3 separate regions of the Mus musculus genome follow, and all the other regions are linked to region 3. The links are chromatin contacts, called in public Hi-C maps. All regions are on one chromosome and are shown on one strand. Each heading gives the region's core, a stretch centred on a gene start, on an enhancer-like site or on the middle of the called end of the contact. The rest is flanking DNA. Distances are from core to core; before and after follow the strand shown. Region 1 holds the start of Fam163a (family with sequence similarity 163, member A). Region 2 holds the start of BC034090 (cDNA sequence BC034090). Region 3 holds the start of Lhx4 (LIM homeobox protein 4).

The links. Hi-C and Micro-C count contacts between places; a contact is called where the count stands out from the background.
Region 1: a Hi-C map of embryonic stem cells shows a contact between it and region 3, with 1.9 times the contacts expected there. The contact joins the promoter of Fam163a here to the promoter of Lhx4 in region 3. A contact is called at or near these places in 5 of 39 promoter capture datasets (the C10 cell line, embryonic stem cells, liver and 1 more), 7 of 484 Hi-C or Micro-C datasets (all in embryonic stem cells) and 4 of 115 datasets of contacts at active chromatin or transcription factors (all in embryonic stem cells).
Region 2: a contact with region 3 is called in a Hi-C map of embryonic stem cells, with 8 times the contacts expected there. The contact joins the promoter of BC034090 here to the promoter of Lhx4 in region 3. A contact is called at or near these places in 1 of 39 promoter capture datasets (embryonic stem cells), 24 of 484 Hi-C or Micro-C datasets (all in embryonic stem cells), 6 of 115 datasets of contacts at active chromatin or transcription factors (all in embryonic stem cells) and 1 of 9 other capture datasets (embryonic stem cells).

Annotation. Positions count from the first base shown.
Region 1 is chr1:156,203,713-156,206,412 of GRCm38.p6, reverse strand. Fam163a (family with sequence similarity 163, member A) reads left to right here and starts at 1,387. Exons shown (of 5, transcript NM_177838.3): 1 at 1,387-1,583.
Region 2 is chr1:155,243,216-155,245,915 of GRCm38.p6, reverse strand. It overlaps BC034090 (cDNA sequence BC034090), which reads left to right and starts at 1,384. Exons shown (of 10, transcript NM_001370865.1): 1 at 1,384-1,730. The coding sequence starts at 1,687. Gm31102 (a long non-coding RNA gene) reads right to left here. Exons shown (of 4, transcript XR_878641.3): 1 at 2,437-2,700.
Region 3 is chr1:155,740,610-155,743,309 of GRCm38.p6, reverse strand. It overlaps Lhx4 (LIM homeobox protein 4), which reads left to right and starts at 1,283. Exons shown (of 6, transcript NM_010712.2): 1 at 1,283-1,508. The coding sequence starts at 1,433.

The DNA of each region.
Region 1 (2,700 bases), core at 138-2,637, 460 kb before region 3:
ATACTTGTCTTGTTTTACTGTTTAAAGGTCTGTGATAAAATTGCAGGATTCTCATACTGTGTTCTTTTGCCTTCAAAAAGGAGATGAGAAAGATGTGCTGGTGTGAGATTCCACTGTGGTGAGAAAAGGTGGTACACAGAGGAAATGTGGGCTGCATATTTAAAACCTGTGAAGAGAAAGTAATGAGGTTCTGAACTACAGAAGTTCCCCTGCAGGGGCGGGGTGGAGGGGGAATGAGATGAGTAGTCTACCCTGGTGACATCTTTCTTATTCCTTGATCGGATCACACTGGGGACCTATCATGTCTCGTGTTTGGAATTTCATTTTGGTTTCTCAAATCTGCGGTCTTTCCCTCGAACCACTCAGACTATGCAGGATGTGAAGAAGAAAACATCCTGACTGTAGTGGGGGAAAAAGCCGAGCTTATCCTGCAGGACCCAGCTTCTCCTTCCTCTGAATCGTCAGGGTTTGTGAAACAAGCCTGTGAAGTGGGTAGGATTCTGAGAAAGGAATTCTGGCCTGAGAAGCTTTGGCTAGGCTAACTTCCTTCCCTCTCCTCCTGTCCTGTTCTCCAAGGAAACCTTCCAACGACTACCAGCACAATTTTCCTGTTTGGGGTACAGTTCACAGGCACCTCTCAGTTGTAAAGCACTTGTTGCCAAGTCTGACCACCTGAGTTTAATCCCTGGGACCCACAGGGTGTAAGGAAAGAACTGATTCCAGCAAGGCTATAGTATGGACATCTACATATACATGCATGCATGCATGCATACATACATACATACATACATACATACATACATACATGTAAAAAAATTAAGGAGACATCAGTAAAGAAATCCCTATCATCACTAACGTTCCTCTTGTCTCTTTCCTGACAGATCTGACACGCACATACTCTAACTCTGCCCCCTCCACGAGGGACCTCAGCTGTCACTAGACTCCCTGGCCTAGATGTGCCTTGAAGGTAGCTGTTGAGGTGATCCCCCTTCAGTGGACAGCTACGCACTCTGGCGCCTAAACTCTCTTTCGAGATTTTCCATTCTGGACCCCGTCTGCAGCTCCCTAAGTCCCCACTACTGAGTCATCCCTGGAGAGCCCCGACTGCTGGGCTCTGTGTTTCTTGGGCTAAAAGGCTGCGAACCTGAGTGAGAGATTTTTCTGGACCATCACTCCAGCTGACCCATCACCCCACTAAGAGCAATCCTCCTTGCGGGTTGGGGATTCTCTCAGGACACCCTCTAGCTCCTATCACCTGCCCCCATCCTCGGCCACCTGGAGGAGCCAGGAGATTCAAGGTTGGGTACCCAGCCAGTGCTCTCAGAGCCGGGGCGGGCAGAGCAGCCTCACGTGGGCCGGCAGGGCCACCGGCGCTGGGAGGAAGGCGCGCAGAGTCCAGGGCAGCGCTGAGTGGGAGCCACGGCAAGAGCCACGGCGGAGAGAAGCCCGGACCCGGGGACCCAGGAGGCAATTTCCTACGCAGAGGGAGTGAGGCGGCGCGGCGGAGCAGCAGACGGATCTCTGGGCTCGGTGCGTGGATGTGCCCGGCGCTAGAGCGCTGTCGGGGGCGCCTGAACACCTAGGTAAGCGCGCCCCGGCGCCGCCTTGCGCAGAGCACCCGCCTTAACCGGGCTCCGCGTCCTGGCTCCCGCAGCAGCTCCTAGAGGCGCTGGTGGGAGGCTGCGGGCTGCCGGCCCCTGGAGCCCCTCGCTTCCACCGGTCCTCACCGATCAGCCCCTCACCACTTTCCCTGCTCCGGCCTTCTTTCATGGGGATGCGGAGGCTGAGCCTTGGTGCTGGCGACACTCTGGGACCCTAGGAGACCACTCGCAGGGCAAGCGACACTGGATGTCCCCCCCACCCCGATCTCCTAGGCAATGGGTGGGTGCGGGGGGTTGGAGAGCGCTGCCCTGCTCATGGGCAGCCGTCGGTTGATGCCTCCAGGTTCCAGCAGGCTTGCTAGAGATTTTCCTGAAGTTTTACGAAATAATGAGGGCAGAGGTGCTTCAAGGGGCGGGATGTGTGGGCACAACAACGGGAGGGAGTTCGAGGACAGTTGTCTTTGCCAGAGACTCCGGGTCCAGGGCAGCCGGAGGTTCCTGGCTGTTTAGAGGTCCAGCTCCCTGCCAGGTTCATTGCCTGCTTGCTTCTGGACCCCCGGAACCATCTCTTGTATCTGCATCCCTGACCCTGTGTCAGTCGCAAGGAAGCTTCAGCTAGTGGCATTAAGGCTTGACCCAAATAGAGACCAGGGACCAAGGGACAAAGTCTTGGAGTCTGCTGCTGGGTCCTGGTCACCCCAAGCTTTACTGCTAATGTTGGTGCTCTACAAGACTCCCTAGAAGGGTGGTGTCCTCAGAGCTCTGAGACCCAGAAGACAAAGAAGAAAAGCCGGAAAGAAACATAAGAACTATCAGCTCCCAGGGCTATTCATCCCCTTTGATTGTGACTGGGGAGTGGGGGAGGGCATTGTTTTTGTTTGTTTTGGTGTTTGGTCTCGCCAGGACATTCCTTTTCTCTGCGTGGACCTGTGGGGCCCTGGACATTTGTGCTTCTTAACAGGTTTGATGTGGCAGGTAACCAATTCAGACCCATTCTCTAGGTTTTCCATTCTGTGAGGACAGCAGACCCTCTCCTCGTTCAGGACCACATTACTGGCCTGACTGTAGGAGAACAGGAACTGGGGGTCTTTCAAGTAGG
Region 2 (2,700 bases), core at 135-2,634, 500 kb after region 3:
CAGCACTAAACCAGAGCAGAAAGTGCCTTGTGGAGGAACTTACTCTGCGAACATGGCAGGAAGACGCTTCAGACCCTGCTCCACAGAGCCGTGAGCCTTGAACCTGCTCACTTACACAGGGTTTGCCCAGGATAAACCCCTTGGTTCCTAAACCGGTCCTGGGCCAATCTACTGTCAGTTTCCCAGGGTGCGGCTCAGACCAGATTGCCTGCCTCGGTGTTCCCTCCCCCATCCAGCTCCCTTAAAGGGAGATAGACATCCTTTCTGTTTCCATGGGACTCGGTTTGAACCCAGGGCCTCTTGCACAATAGGCAAATTCTCTACACCCATCCCTACATCCTCAGCCCATTTCTCCCCTTTTCCTTTTGAGAACATGTCTCACTAAATTGCCTAGGCTGGCCTCGAACTTGCAGCAGGATCCTCCTGCTTTAATCTCTGAACAACTGGGACTACAGGATTACACCCGCACAAGGGGTAGAACTGCCCTCTCTCTCCTGTGCTCTGCTAGGACCTTAGCTTTGTGCATCCTTTCCAGTAGCTACACCGGCCATCTAGCAGCACAAAAGATTAAGTAAGTGAAACTTGTTGGCCAAAGAAAGAAGAGAGACCACTTTCTCTTTTCAGAGACGTCTGAAATGTCCTGGTTCTTCTTACTGTTCCTTTGGGGGTAGGGGAATAGTCAAAATGGGTTTGGACATTGGAGAGACTTAGTCACCTCCTGGTTAGAAAGAGGAAGCTCCATGGATTTGGGCACAATTGCCAGCCATTTGGTGGCTCCTTCACGGAGGCCTGTACCCAGGTCTGTTCGGGAATCCTCCACTGCCCCAGAAGCGGTCCCTTCCCCAAGCAGCTGGCAATGCAGGCCCAGCTCTTGGTGGCTCCGGATGAGCAGTCAACGCCAGCTTACCCCAAGGCCTCAACGAACCTTGAATGATCTTGACCTAAGAGGGCGCCCAAGGGTGATGGGGCGGCCCTGCGGAGAAGCCCACCGACCCATCCCGAAACGTTCTCCACACAAAGTCCGGTCCTCAGCTTCTCGCTCCAGCGGAGCCGGTGGAGTCGGCTGAAGCTTGTCGCCTTTTGCGCTCCGGCTGCGCCCCCGAGTCACCCGGGCGCCCCTCCGCTTTCGCGCCCGTGTCCCCGGGGAGGGAGCTGATCGGCGCCCGGGACAACGGCCCCGTGGCAGCCAGTGAGCCCCAAATTCAGGGCGCATCCTCCGGCCGTCTAGGCGGCCCTGGCTCCAGGAGTGGAGCGGAGCCGAGGAGGCTCTGGGCTCCCGGCGTGCGCCCGGGTCGAGTGGCCACGACCCTGGGAGGCCGCGGGAGGCTGGGGGGTGGGGACAGGCCGAGGTCGCGGCTCCTCCAGCCCCTTCCGCCGCCCCTCCTCTCGCCTTCCTCGCCCTCTCTTCCCAGGCCGGCCCGCGAGGCCGCTGGCTGGGCCTTTCACCTTCAAGCAAAGCTATGAAGTAGCGGTCGCTACGGCTCCAGGCGCCCAGCGGGGCCAGGGGCGCCGCGCACTCCTGCCAGCCCGGCCTCGCCTCGTGGGACCCGGGGCGGGACACGCTCCGGGGACGAGGCCTGCGGGCCACACTCCCGTCCGCCCGCCCGAATTCAGGGCGAGTCCGGCCCGGGACTCTGCAGCGGCCCCGGACGGGGAGAGTGGGGCAGGGCCTCGCCTCTCCGAGGGATGGAGGGGATGGAGGCGGCGGCCAAGCCCGCGCGCCGCTCTCAGTGAGTACCGAGAGGACCCGGGCGGGGTGGCGGGGCACACCCGGGGACACCCGACCTCCGGCCGCCGCAGAGCTGGAAGGGTCGTGGAGGCTCGCCCTTCCTGTCCATTTTCATTCCAGGTTTTTTTCTGAGTTAGAGCATCGGTGCTAGGAGTTACGACATCTTCCAGGAAGGTCGTCCGGAGGCCTTCAGTCCCGACTGTCTCATTCCTTAAGGTCTGCGGACAAGTCTAGAGCGAAGCTCCAGGGTTGACCCATCAATTTTTCTAAAAGCTCACATTACAACCTGGGCTTCTGGATTGGATCTCAGAGAAGAGGTAGCTGAGCCACAAAGAGAAACCTAGTACATTTTCGATCAGTGATTCTCAGTCTTAATGCTGCGACCCTTTAGTACAGTTTAAGTTTATCATGTGGTGATCTCCAACCATAAAATTATTTTCGTTGCTACTTAATGACCGTAATCTTGCTACTGTTACGAATCATAATGTGAATATCTGATATGCAGTATATCTGATATGCGACCCCGTGATGCCAAGAACCGCTGCTCCAGATGATCTAGTAGAGAAAATGACTTCTACTATCCCTAAACTTCACAGATTTACTGCTGTGAAATTCTGTGTTATATATGTATCTTGCTTCATAAAATATGTATATTCTGAAAAACATGTTAATTTAATAATTATAATGAATTACTTTAAGAGACTTACCTTTAAGAACATCTTATGGTGGATCCCTATTGTGAGAAGGGAATAATTAACCTCTAATATATACTCTATGCCCAAATTCTTACACGCTGAGAGTTTACTTCCTATGGGACACAGGTAGACTAGGGTGACTTCTGAGTGTTCTGAGTAGTCACTAAGACACAGTAGCTTATACAGGGAGTAAAACAGTTGTCACGTCATTCTCTGTAAAGCTATTGGAATCAGCCAGGCCACCAAGGGGCCGTATAATTCTAGTGAGTCTTGGGA
Region 3 (2,700 bases), core at 34-2,533:
GTCCCAGCATTGATCTTTGCTTTATTGCCTCCAGGAATGAGAATGGGAAGAATGAGTTTTCTACGCGCGCGTTTGTGTCTGTGTGTGAGTCTCTGTGTGTGTGTTAAACACAACAGCAATGCACGCCCTTTGCTGGTCAGCCCCGGGGGCCCGGTGCACGCCTCCGCCCAGTACACACGCGGCCAGGGATCGTTCAAAGTGCCCGCAGTGGCAGCCGGTTCGGCCGAGCAGTCTCCAGGAGCCAGAGAGGGCGGATCTGGGTGGACGCCGGCTGGAGACCCAGTTGGGAGGGCGGGCGGCTGGGAGGCGTGGGACTAGGACTGGACCTCGGGTGGTGAGAGTGCCGACTGTGGCGGAAGGCCGAGGCGAGTGTGGGCGCGCACGAAGACCCGCGCCCGGCCACCTTCGTGCGCGGCCCAGGCCGCCTGCCTCCATCCGGCTCCGTGGCGGCCCACTGCGTGACTCGCGCGTTCCCGGCCGAGTACGAGCTGTCCCTGGCCCTGCCTCAGCCAGACGCGGGGGAGAGAGAGTAGGGTCTGGTTAGTACCGGCCGGAAAGGAACTGGCCAGGAAAAAAAAAAAAAAAACAAGTGGAGGATGGATGGAATCATCCAGTTACAGAACACGCTCCGTGGGCTGGAGAAGCTCTGAACTCGGAGCGCCAACCCAGGGTCCGCTGGGTCCTGGCCCACCGCGCCCCCTCCTTGATCCTAGAGGACCGATGCTGGGGGCGAGCGGGGAATCCCCAAAGCTGGCAGAAACCAGCTCTGCGTGGTCCCTGCGCTCCGGGACCACCTGCTGCCGCGGCCCAGCCCGCCGCAGTATTTATACCGGGGCGCGAGCCCGCACGGCAGGGTGGGGGAGGGGCTGCAGGCCCCGCCCCCTATCAGGCGGCCCCGCCCTCCCGCACCTCCGACCAGATTCGGGGCTACCGAACCCCCCCTACTTCTCGCCCCCTACTCTGGCTAGCCGGGGGTCTGCAGCGGGCTGCCCGGTTGGCAGCACTAGCTGGAGGGCGGGCTTCCCTGCGGAAAGCGACGTCACGGCCGCTCCTGCAGTGTGAATGAATCAAAATGCCTGGGTGACCGCGGCCTCCAGGGCAGCCGGCACGCGAAGGGTGGAGGGGGAGGGGGAGAGGAGGGCGGGGAAGGGAAGGGGGGGAGCCAGAGCTGCAGCAACAGTGTCTCCTCAACCCGGGATGTGCACCAGCCCGGGAGAGCGAGATCAAAGGGATTTGAAACAGCCTGAGGACTGGCGGGGGAGGGGGCCAGCCAGCTTGTGGAGTCCTCCCGGAGACGCGGAGGGCTCGGTTTCCTCTGTGACTTCAGCGGCCTGGTTGGTTTTATTATTATTATTTTCAAATTTCCGAATCCAGCCAGAGGGAGAGAGCGAGAGATCTCGGTAGACTGCGACTTGCTGCCTCTGGCTCCAAGATGATGCAGAGCGCGGCTGTCCCCGCGGAGGGGGCTGTCAAGGGGCTCCCGGAGATGCTCGGTGTGCCGATGCAACGTAAGACACCCTCCTTTCTCGCTAATTTAATTTGATAACAAGACAGCTAACAGCCTCAGCGGGTGCGGGGAGGCCGGACGCGCCGTTCAAGGCACTGACCGGGAGGGGTCGGGGTGCAGAGGCGGTCACAGAGCTGGGGTACTACCAGTCAGTGTTTGAAGGGCTTGACTCTTGGCAATTTGGGATCGAATTCGAAAGATTCCGGGATACTGTTCGTGGAGGGCCCAAGGGTATAGAAAGTAGCATCTTTGGGCCGTCGCTTTTATGAGAACCCTAGGGAGGATGCTGTTTGGGGACAACAGAGGTTTCCAGCTACAGGCCAGGCCCGAGGGCAAAAGTGGTCCCCCAATTGATTACCTTTCGCGGCAATGGCCAAAGCTCGCAGAACCGCTGGTACAACTTTACCCCAGCTGGCGGGAAGTTGGAGAGCGCGTCCCGGGTCGCAGGGCTGTACAGAAGCCCCCTGTCACACTCTTGGTTTCGGCAGTTCGAGCACTTGATTGAGTCCCCAGTCACTGCTGCCCGGGGCACCCGCCGCCTGTGTTGCCGCCAGCAGACTGCTCCGGGTGAGCGAATGCACTCGCCACATTCCAGCTAGCCGAGGAATGCAGCGGCGAGAAGCTCTGGAACGAAGTTGTGCGTGCAGCCTTTGCTTAGGCGAGGGTAGGCAATCTTAGTGGCGCGGGGCTGGAAGAGGGAGAGAGACTCAGACGTGTGGGCACTTTGCTAGCTCTCTCAATTTCTTCCAGAGCCTGCAATTAGTTACGGCAGGTCTCTCACCCCAGGTTTCTGGTTTGTACGGATGTGCACACACGGCAGAGATTTTCCGGGTGGGAATCTGTCTGTGTTTCCGACTCCTGAACAGATAGAAGCAATCTGTGCAGAGACCCGAACAGGTTCTCAGGCTTAGCGCGCGCTTGCGGGCTCCTGGTTAAGTCTGGGTTTACAAACGGCTGCACTGGGCTAGGTGCCCCTGGGTACCCTAGAGAGATGAAGGGTTCCCTCGATGGGCTTGCCAAGAGACTACACTTCCGCTTACGACTGCTTTAGTGATGCGGTAGGAGTTTATTGTAAGTAAGAGCAGGCTCACCCAGGGATGGAGACTACCTACGATCCCCGGCGCAGCAGCGCGCCCTCCTGCGCCCTGCCTCTCCATCGCAGGGGTTCTGTAACACAAATCTCAGGGCGGGCT